2 separate regions of the Mus musculus genome follow, and region 1 is linked to region 2. Evidence: chromatin contacts called from public HiChIP or PLAC-seq data. All regions are on one chromosome and are shown on one strand. Each heading gives the region's core, a stretch centred on a gene start, on an enhancer-like site or on the middle of the called end of the contact. The rest is flanking DNA. Distances are from core to core; before and after follow the strand shown. Region 1 has its middle 59 kb from the start of Mkln1os. Region 2 overlaps Lncpint (long non-protein coding RNA, Trp53 induced transcript).

What was found. HiChIP or PLAC-seq counts read pairs in DNA pulled down with a chosen protein or histone mark.
Region 1: a contact with region 2 is called in an HNF4G HiChIP or PLAC-seq map of pancreatic cancer cells. The contact joins two enhancer-like sites. A contact is called at or near these places in 2 of 115 datasets of contacts at active chromatin or transcription factors (bone marrow-derived macrophages and pancreatic cancer cells) and 1 of 9 other capture datasets (embryonic stem cells).

Annotation. Positions count from the first base shown.
Region 1 is chr6:31,337,596-31,342,730 of GRCm38.p6, forward strand. No RefSeq gene overlaps it. Among named protein-coding and RNA genes, the nearest start is that of Mkln1os, 59 kb to the right of the region's middle. Within about 2 kb of position 2,541, at least 61 of the 459 cell types and tissues checked have an H3K27ac peak or open chromatin away from gene starts, as enhancers often do. A contact at or near this core is called in bone marrow-derived macrophages and pancreatic cancer cells, where this site is marked.
Region 2 is chr6:31,124,551-31,129,770 of GRCm38.p6, forward strand. All of the region lies in intron 3 of Lncpint (long non-protein coding RNA, Trp53 induced transcript), which reads right to left. Among named protein-coding and RNA genes, the nearest start is that of Mir29b-1, 64 kb to the left of the region's middle. Within about 2 kb of position 2,106, at least 247 of the 459 cell types and tissues checked have an H3K27ac peak or open chromatin away from gene starts, as enhancers often do. A contact at or near this core is called in bone marrow-derived macrophages and pancreatic cancer cells, where this site is marked.

The DNA of each region.
Region 1 (5,135 bases), core at 1,291-3,790, 210 kb after region 2:
ACTACAGCAAAAGAAAAGTAATTAGCACAATCAGGTTAGCCAGAGGGCACACCTGTGACAGATTTTTCCTAAGTGCATTCATCAGGGGGAGGCCCACCCTGGATGGGGGCAGCACCCTTCCTTGGGTTTGGGTCTTAGAAAGAATAAACACAGAGAGGGAGCTGAGCACAAGCCAGCAAGCACAAGCTAAGCAAGCACTGTCCAGTCTTCCTCTGCTTTGACTGAGGATGTGACGTGTCTAGCTGCTTCAGGTTTCTGCCTCGAATCCCCTGCAGTCATAGACTATAACCTGGAATTGTGAGCCAAAAGAAAAACAAAAGAAAACAAAATCCATTTTCTCCCCATATGTTGCTTTTTGGTCAAAGCATTTGATCCCAGTAACAGAAAAGAAATGAGGACAGGCAAGAAGAGGCCATACCACAGAGCCAGGAGCAGGTTGTAGTGCCAAGTTGCAGAGGCCGGGGAGGAGCATAGGTGCAGAGCAGCCGCTGTCAGAATGTTCAGGGAAAAGGAGAAGAGAGGATGTGTCAGGGAAGTGAGCTGGCTCAGTCCATAACAGCATGGTCTTGCTGTCTTTTACAGGGTCTGAAGTCTACCTTAGTGCAGTGGGAGCCACTAACTGTCCTAGTATGAAGGAAGGATATTGATGTTTTTTGGGCATGTAAGTGTGTGTGTGTGTGTGTGTGTGTGTGTGTCCCCATACTCTAGGGACTGAGCCTCCTCACCCATGTACCACACAGCTTCAGTCCCAGTCCCATATTTTGTTTTCAATCAAACTTTATACAAATGTTTCTCAAGAAAATTATAAGTTACTTCTTTTATTTCTCATTAATAATATTTTGGGGTTTTTATTTAATAAATTTTAAAGCAAGATGAGCATTTCATAAAAGAAATCAGCTTCATCCTGACTCAGACTTTCCCACCAGACATAACCAGAATCCTAGAGGAAGTTACAAGTTAGTTAAAGTTAGGACTCTGTTCCTAGTCAATTCCGTTTCTAGAACACCTAACACATGGTGTCCAGCCCAAGTACAAAACATCTCAGAGTTCTTGGAGTACTCAAGTTATATTCCTTCTGCATTGCATTATATGGGAATTAATACACACAAAAGAAAAAAATCTGATGAGTGTATTCAAGTTTTGACATTTGGGCTCTGATATCTTATTTTTAACTTATTTTAATTGGCATGTCATAACTGTTTATGTTTATAGGGTAGAGTGTGATGATTCAGTCCATACATGCAATGTGCACACATCACATGATCCATACATGCAGTGTGCACACATCAAGTCAGCAGGATTGGCCTTTCCGTCTTCTTGGACATCTGTCATGTCTTTGTGTCTGGAGCCTGCAAAGGCCTCTCTTCTAGCTCTTTGTAAGTGTGGAGTAAGTTGTACAAACTGTATTCACCCTGTTATGTTATCATTGCTTTCTAGCCCGTATCTGTTATTCAGTCTCCCTCTGTCCTACATCTCCTGACCTCCAAAGCCTCTTTTTATGATATGCTATTATGATATGTTTCCAGAAAGTGACTGCACGATGGAAAATGGGTGCCCAGTAGTCCTAGGGCCAGTGTGGAGGAATTACAGTACCTCGAAAAGGAAATGATATGGGTCCAGGCTTGCCAGGGGCAGCAGGGATGCAGAGAGGAGGGTCTGAGAAGCACTCCCGGGAAGGCCAGAGGCATTCGGATGACTCCAGGCTTTTGTGGGTGGAGGTGAGGGATAATGGCAAGGAAGGAAGACCTGTTGGGAGGAGCCTAGGGCAGAGACCCTTCCATTCCCCCTGAGGACCACCTATATGTCACTGGAGCTGGGGACTTCGCCATGCAATGCAGAAAGGTTTCACGCTGAGGTCAGACCCTGGCAGCTAGAGAGGATGGGGCTCTTAACACCTGCCAGATTGTTAAGACCGAATCTGTGTGGAACCCAGGCTGCAAATGAGAGGTCTTCAGTACCTGCAGCCAAGCAGGGCCTGACAAGCTGTTTCCATGGAGACACAGAGCTGTGTGCAGGCGTAGGCGTGTTGATCCATTCCAGAGCCTTGGGTCACAAGGCTGTATCGAGCTAACAGGAAAAAGGTGTTATCGATCAGGAAAAGATGCCCAAAGTATTGGCAGCTAATTGAGGTTTTGTTGTCATAATTCTGGATTAAGTTTAACAAATCAGGATCCTGCTAGCTCCCACTTAGCAAGAGCACAAGGAAGCAGACACCAATTCAGGCTAACTCTAAATATGCAGACACCCAGCCCAAGTAGTTCTGGATCCTTGAGCTCTCAAGTAGCTCCGTATCTCTTCCGACTGACAGAGACACAGACAGCAGCTGGGGGAGCTAATCTCCTTTTCATTTGTCATAGGAATGGCAAAAATATTCAGGAAACCTAAGCCTGGCTCTGGAAAAAAATTCAGATGCTGGCAGAGCCCCAAACTGGATATTGGGAAGCATTTTGAAAATTACTGTTCACAGAGAGCACAGAGGGAAGCTTCCAGAGCTTAGGAGATGGGGGTCAGGTGGTGAGTGACTCAGAGCTTGCTGCAGCCACGTGACATTCTATCTCAAAGCAAACACTAGCAAAAAGGAAGCCAGCAGCAATGACACTCACATTTGTGGTGTGTGTGTGTGTTAAAATAGACATAGCATGAAGTTTACCTTTGGATATTTTGGGGGGGGGGTTGTTTGTTTGTTTGTTTGTTTGTTTGTTTGTTTCCAGGCAGAGTTTCTCTGTGTAACAGCCCCCACCTGTCCAGCAACTCACTCTGTAGATCAGGCTGGCCTCAAAATAAGAGATCTGCCTTCGTTTGCTTCCCCAGTATAGGGATTTAAGGTGTGTGTCATCACTGGACATTTTTAAATATACAATTTAATGGCATAAAGATCACACATGATCTTGGACTGGGGGTGTAGGCCATTGGCACAGCATGAGCTTGGAATATGTCAGCAGTGGGGTCCGAGTGGCACAGTTTTTAAAAAGTATGCTTTCAATTTTGTGCATCCTTCATTATTATTACTTCCAAAATTTTATTTTGGTTAAGTAACAACTCCCCATTAGACTATACATCAGGTCATTTTGTGTTACTATAACAAAATGCTGGAGGCAGGATACTCTGTATTATTTAGCTCAGGAGTCTAGTCACTCAAGAGCATGATACTGGCATGTGCTTGGTCTGTTGGACCTCATTGTAGATGGCTTCACAACGGTGGATGTGCATGTAGAGGAGGTCACATGGCAAGGTGGGATTCAGTAAAGCAGCATCAATCTGCTTACATGGGAAATGTCCCCAAGCTCTGATTATTTGTTGCTAGGCCCTACCACCTCATTACCACCACACTGGGGACCAAGCCTCCTACAGGGGACAACAGATTATATAGCATGCCCTAAAGATATTGAACAGTATGGTCTTCCTGCAGAGTTTTCTGCTGGCAGAATGATGGTTAGTGTGACTGTTAATCTTAATTGTCAGCTTGGTGGGATTTAGAATCAGCCTGGCTCTGTCAGTGAGAGGTTATCTAGATCAGCTTTACTGAGAGTGGAAGATTCACCCTCAAGGCAGGTGATACCACCCCAGGAGCTGGCATCATCTGAGACTAAACACAGTATCCATCTGTCTCTGCATTCTGACTGTGGGTGCAGTGTGACCGCCCACCTCAAGCACCTGCTGCTGTGCCTTCCCATCCTTGTGGACTGTGTCCTTTAGAACTGTAAGCCCTTCCTTCATTAAGTTGCCTGTCAACGTTTTGTCACAGTAATGAGATAACTAATACAGTTAGGTCACTGTTGGTGAGAAAACTGGGTTAAGCTTGTTTTGGTCAGTTGCTATTATTTCAGACATGGGGCGACAGGTGTTCTCATAAAGGGCGAACTTGATAAACCTGATCTCAGGAGGAGATTGATTTTAACTCTTATGGAACCGACTCCTTTTGTCTGCAAGGTATTTGAAGGGCTGTAAGCAATGCTAAAAAGTCAGTATAAATTATGTCAAGGCCATGGGGTCTTTGCAGAGTCTTGTTAAAGGAAAACTAAGTTCCAAAATTAGTAGGACATAATCGTGGGAGGATCTAGAAACCAGCTTCAGTTTAAATGAGAAAATAATGTTAGTGCTTGAGAGAGACGACACATTTTTATACTTTAAATTTATTCTTCAAGAATTTCATACATGTATACAATGTTTTGAATATATCCATCCCAGTCCCTGCCCTCCAAATCTCCTCAGGGCTCCCCAACAGTTCCTCCTGCTGACTAAACATCTTCCTCTTGGTTTTTTAATAACCCACGGAGTCGAGTTACTGTTGCTCTTATGCATCTATATATGAAGACCAGAACACAGCAAATTGTGTATCTTATCACCATAGAAAAATTGACAGTTGCATTAAGTAATTCATGTTTACCAGTTCAATTTGGCTGTTTTGTAATGTGTATATATTACAAAGATTATATTCCACGTAATAAATATTTGTAATTATTTGTTTGGTACTAAATATATTTTATGTTAAATATTTTGATAATCTCATAAATGAGTTCTGAATCTACATCATTTCCACCCGTTTCTCTCTCACTTCCAGAGTCTCCCATGCCTTCCACTCTCTCTCAAATTCATGACCTATTCTTTACTATGCATATGTATATGTAACTGTATATTATGTGTGCACAATATACAGATACACATTCATAGGAGTTACTGAGTACATATAGTGTTGCTCGTATATACAAGTGTTTAAGCCTGACTACTTGGGATGGATAACCTATCAGATCATGAGACATTATTTAAATGTAGAACAGCAGATGCTGCTAGACAATCACGTTTTCCTAATTTTCACAAATTAAGACATTAATGAATGCTTGTACTCAGTTTCATTTTCTCATTTCATTCATTCTAGAACACAGCCTAGGGAATAGTGCTACCCACAATGGTCTTCTCATCTTAACTGATCTAACTAAGAGTGTCTCCCAGGCACACCCAGAAGCCCATCTTCCAGGTGATTCTCGATGTCTGCAAGCTGACAACACTAACCCTCACAATCATCTAGGCCAAGGCTCAGTCTGTAGTTCATAGCTCCTAAGTAGCAGGGGCTACTTTAATCCCTAAAGTTCAAGCAGACACCTCAAGGATATATGGTGCTAATAACAAAGGAGAAG
Region 2 (5,220 bases), core at 856-3,355:
TCAAAGAACAACCTCGGCCGTAGGTCCTCACCTTCTACCTCAATATTTGCCCATTTTTATGTGCCAGGCTAGCGGCTGGGACTCGTTTCCACAGGAGCACTGGGATTACAGCAGTACATTCCTCCCTATTTTATACTGAGCAATGGCCCTGGCCTCCAAAGCCCCCCTTTCTATTAATGAAATAATAATAATAAGCTCTATCACGTGGTACTGTTCCAAAATACTACTCAACAGTAATATCAACAAGTGTATAAATAGCTTTTAAAAGGCTAGGGCAATTCCCTAAATTCAATATAAAGGAGAAAAGCAATGTATAAGTAAAATATTTATATTTCAATACAGAAATAAAGAGGCCCTTGTAACTTACTTGGGTTTGAGCTGACAGACAGGCCAGCATGATGGCAGTATGTTGCAAGTCACTGCCAAGTCTGCTGTCCTGAGCTCCATGCAAGAACTCAAAGTTAGGTGGAAAACCACACCTGACTCTTGTATATTGTCCTCTGACTTCCACACGTGCACAGCACGCATGTGCCATAGCGCGTGGGCACATAAGTAAGTGGATTTTTAAGTTTTTAAAGTAGTCAGATAAAAGGGTGAACCACTGTTAGACAACAAAATGAAAGATAATATACTCTGTGAATTACAAAAATACAAAATAGTTTTGTATTATAAAAATGTAAAGTTAAATCTAGGCTTAAAAAATTATAAACTAATTGGTGACTACATGAACACCTAACATAAACTCATTTGGAATACTGCGTACGTTTTCTTGTATGGGGCTTGCACCTTAAAGTTCCCTCAAAGAACAGCCAGAGCGCCCTCACGCATTTCCACTAGGGGGAAGACCTGCTTCCTGAGAACCTCGGCAAAGAGCTACGGGATCGCACTGAGAACCAGGGCACCAAAGACCAAGCACCCATACACCTAAGAAGCAGATGGCCGGAATACAAAATGGCTGTGAAGAACTTACTTTAGACCTTCGTCACTACATCTATATTCAATGCCATTTCCTCTTTCTGAACTGGGAACTATCAGGCGCTCCAGACAGAATTCGGGAGTGGAAAGCTTTCTCTCTCTGCGCCATTTATTTAGGGAGCACAAAGTGATTCCAACTTGAAAAAAATTTTAAGATTCAAATCTGGCTATTTAATGAGACCAGGGAGTTTTCAGAGCTGTATAGCTCCTGCTTCCTCAAAACAAGAATTAGAGCATTCTTTCGCATGTGGCCAGCACAGGAAGGGGGAGCCATTTACTGTAAATGCCTCTCTGATGCAACCAACCACCTCGTTCAAAGAGAGAATTCATCCAAGAAGATTTAGTCACTTCTTCTAGAAAAATGCCACCACACTGAATGTACACAGACCAAAGCCCACGCCCAGAGACAGGGATGAGCTGCTTGGCCGACAGAAAACAGACCAACAGACGGGGAAGAGAGATCTTGACTTCACCAGAAAAGATTCAGCAGTGTTCTTTCCGAGGTTGGCCTCTGAGACGGGCAAGCCGGACAGACATGTTACCATCAGTTCCTAAACTCATTACAGGGATCGTTCCCCTCTGCCTAGCTGTGAAAGCACCTCCTAAAAACTTCCTAAAAACTGGTTTAGAACCAGGAACTAGGCGTAATTAGTAACTTAGTAACTGTGGCTACTTAGTTTACAAAAACCTTTCAAATGCACAAGGAAAAGAGGAATCCTGTAATTTAAAATGTGAAACTGAAAGTACAACTTGATGAAGGTGGGTTACACATGAAGAGGGTGAGACAGAAGGAAACGCTGAATAGCAGTTGGGTTAAAAAAAAAAAAAGAAAACTCAAAGAAAAGCAGCTCTGAGCTTCTTTCCCTAACACCCCCAATCCACACAGAGGAAACTAGGGGAGGATCCCTCCCATTTCTGCTTACCCAGGGCACCCCGAGTTCTTCTTAGGGCAAGATGTGCGCACTTGCTTTTCTGGAGGAGGCAGGGAAGAGTCATGGCTGTGTTCTGATGAAGCCGGGGATCCCCTTGATGAATGAAACCACAAGGGGGTAATCTATGTTGGCTCAGCAAGCCATTGGCTACCGGGTGCTGAGGCGTGTGGAAGTCTCATTTGCCAACCTTCTGGTAAGCCTCTCACAGCCCATCTCAGGAGAGCCGCAGGATGCATTACACCCGGGCAGAGTCAAAACTAGACAGGGTTCGTTGTTTCCCTGCCACTCTCCCCAGCCCAGAGGAAACCACAGCCAACCACAAGGAGAGCTGGCTCCTCCGCCAGGCGAGAGAGAATTATGATGTCGACACCGGCAATTTACCAACGTATCCCACACCAATGCCAGAGCTTGCTCTCTGTATATGACTGCTGGTGAGTCTGAAGTAGGTACAGGCAGGCAGGTACCACACTCTCAGGCTAAGAGGCCGGGGCCATGGTTTGGGGATTCCATGGAGGTGGGAAAGTTATAAAAAAGGAAATGTTAACTTTTGTTGAAAAACTAACAAGAGCTGAAACAAAGGTGTAACCCAGCCTTCATAAACAAATGTTTCAATGTGTTCTTGAACAACCTGTGTTGATGCCTCTGTGGGGCCCAAGAGTGTGCCCCTCATCCAAGCATCCTGGGTCTTTATCCTGCACTTTACCATTTAGGGCCATTTGCCTGTCTAGAGAACTAACACTGCTGACCGCAGACACCATTGGGTGATTTCTCTCTGACTCTAGTCATCAGGACAACCCCACGTAGAGCATCTGTAACTTTTGTGAAAGGAGAGTCAGGTTGAGTTGCCTGTGCCTGCCCTCCCCCCAACCCCCACCTCCATGCTAGAGGGGTAAAATCCAAGCTGACAAATGCCGGAGGAAGAGCAGTCAGTGTTTGAGACTGAATCCAAACATTATGTCAGAGCAGTGGTTCCCAACCTTCCTAATGCTGCGGCCCTTTAATACTGTTCTTCATGTTGTGCTGACCCCCAACCATAAATTAGTTTTTGTTGCTACCTCATAACTGTAATTTTGCTGTTAGGAGTCATAATGTAAATATCTGTGTTTTCTGATGGTCTTGGGTGACCTATGTCAAAGGGGCTGCCACTCACAGGCTGCATTAGAAGATTGTGTGCCTGGGGAAACAAAAGACACGCTGCCAAAGGATGTGCACGAGGAAAAGGCGCGGGAACCGGACAGATGCGCTGCGCTATAGGCTTTAAATCAACAACTTTATATAATGAGTTCTACATGGACTCCCCAACTCAGCTACCTGACTCGGGCAACAGGCATCCAAGTGAATGTATGCCCTACACAAGTGGTGCTTGCTCTGAGTACCTAACTACTTCCAACACTCTGTGGACATAAAAATTCTGTAAATTGAGATTTAAAAAAAACCCACTCAGGACACATATCTGAAATGACACCATCTTCCTATATTTCTTTTAAAAATTTTTTTTAAACGTGTTATGTGCCTGCATGAGTTTATGTGCACCAGGGTCAGAGGCCAAAAGAGGACCTCGAACACCCTGGCAGTTCAAACCTGGATTCTCTGCTGGAGCAGTCAGCACTCAGTCATGAGCCATGCTCCAGCCCCACTCTGTATCTCTTTGCTCCATACTGATTTCCACAGGTCTGCAACCAAGCAGAAGCCTTGGGAGTTTCCAACTTCTCTCCTCCATCCTCACTAGATATTTCAGTCCAAATGGTGGGGAAGCCTCGTCTTTACAACATAGACTTAAGAATGTTATGAAATGTGAAGTATGGAAGCTTGTTCCTTCCATAACACAAGCTTTTATCTTAACCTTCTATATGTTTCCACAAATACTTTCTGAATCGAGAAGTCCAACTAAGAAAACCAAGTATTCGCAAATAAAATTTTGTTTCAGGATCATTATCTACTGGGACATCCCAACACCAACAGGAAGGAAGCTACCATTTAACTGTCCTCTCAGCTGATCTAGCTTTGTTTAATGTTACCAGTATTTTGCCTAATAGTAAAATTTAGCTGTGTATCAGAACAGAGATTCTCATATTCCATGTTAGCACTGAAACCTGTTTCATTCCCCAAATAACACTAGGTGACGGCTGATGCACACTCTAAATGGCAGCAGGACACCGGGTTGATGTGGTGTCCCAGGAGCCTCGGCATTTCCGGCTTACTCCTGTTGAAGCATCACATTTTGGAGATGGTACAAATACTATTGCTACTTCTTTAAACCCTATCAATGTATTCTGTGTATGCTGTCATTGTCTCAGACTGAGGCATACCCGAGCTGATTTCTTTTTTTTTTTTTTTTTTTTTTTAAAAGTCATGTCAGGCCAAATCTCACACAAATGTCTTACCTGCCCCAGTAAGTTTCAGAGTTCCACCACACCTGACAAGTGTGGAGCCGAACACAGAAATTACTATCTCTACTGGCAGAGCCCCTGGGCAACCATATCCTTAGGGGGTAAGTTTAAGGTCATTTTAGAAGCGTAAACCTTCGTCAAGACGTGTTTCAAAACGTATGAGAATACCATATTAATGACTAAGAGCTAATGTTACATTTCAACCCAGATATGTATATACTCACGTGTTATTTGCTGGTGTGTAAATCTGTGAAGCCCTGCCCTGTGTACTAGCTTTTCTGCCTAGAACAGGCCCCTTACATGAAAACAGCCCCCCCCCCCAGTTATTACTGCCAAGGGATGCAGACTGTCCTCATTTGCAAAGCACATCCCGACACTTATACAGTGAGGGAACCACCTGACATCTTTTCTTGTCTGTCTTTCTTTTTGTGGGCCATGCCCCTGTTGTGTGACACTGAACGTGTTGCAAGCCCCAAGCTCAGGCGCATGAATCTGAAAGGGAACTTAATCCTAGGGTAATCATTAACCAAGAGCTCTGAACACCACGTCAGGACAGAGGACAGAGATCGAAACGCCATTTCTAAGAGTCGGCTACTTCTAAGCTTCTGCCACCATGGAAACTCAGAAGTCCTTCCTTGCCTTCTGGATGCTGTTTTCTGGTCTTTAAAAAGATGTCTCACCTGGCAAAGCTGCTGTATCTAAAGTTTATGAGAAAAAATGCCCAAAGAGAGGGGAGATGGATGCTGAGGGACACCTAGGGCCACCAGCTTGGATCTGGGTCCCTCCAAGGGCTTCAATATCAACCACCCTCTAGAATAAACATACTACCTGTAAATAAAATCAGTAGGAAACTATATTCTTGTATCAGAAATATTCACAGGTATTACAATTATCCAGGACTTCCAAACTTACATTTAATCATC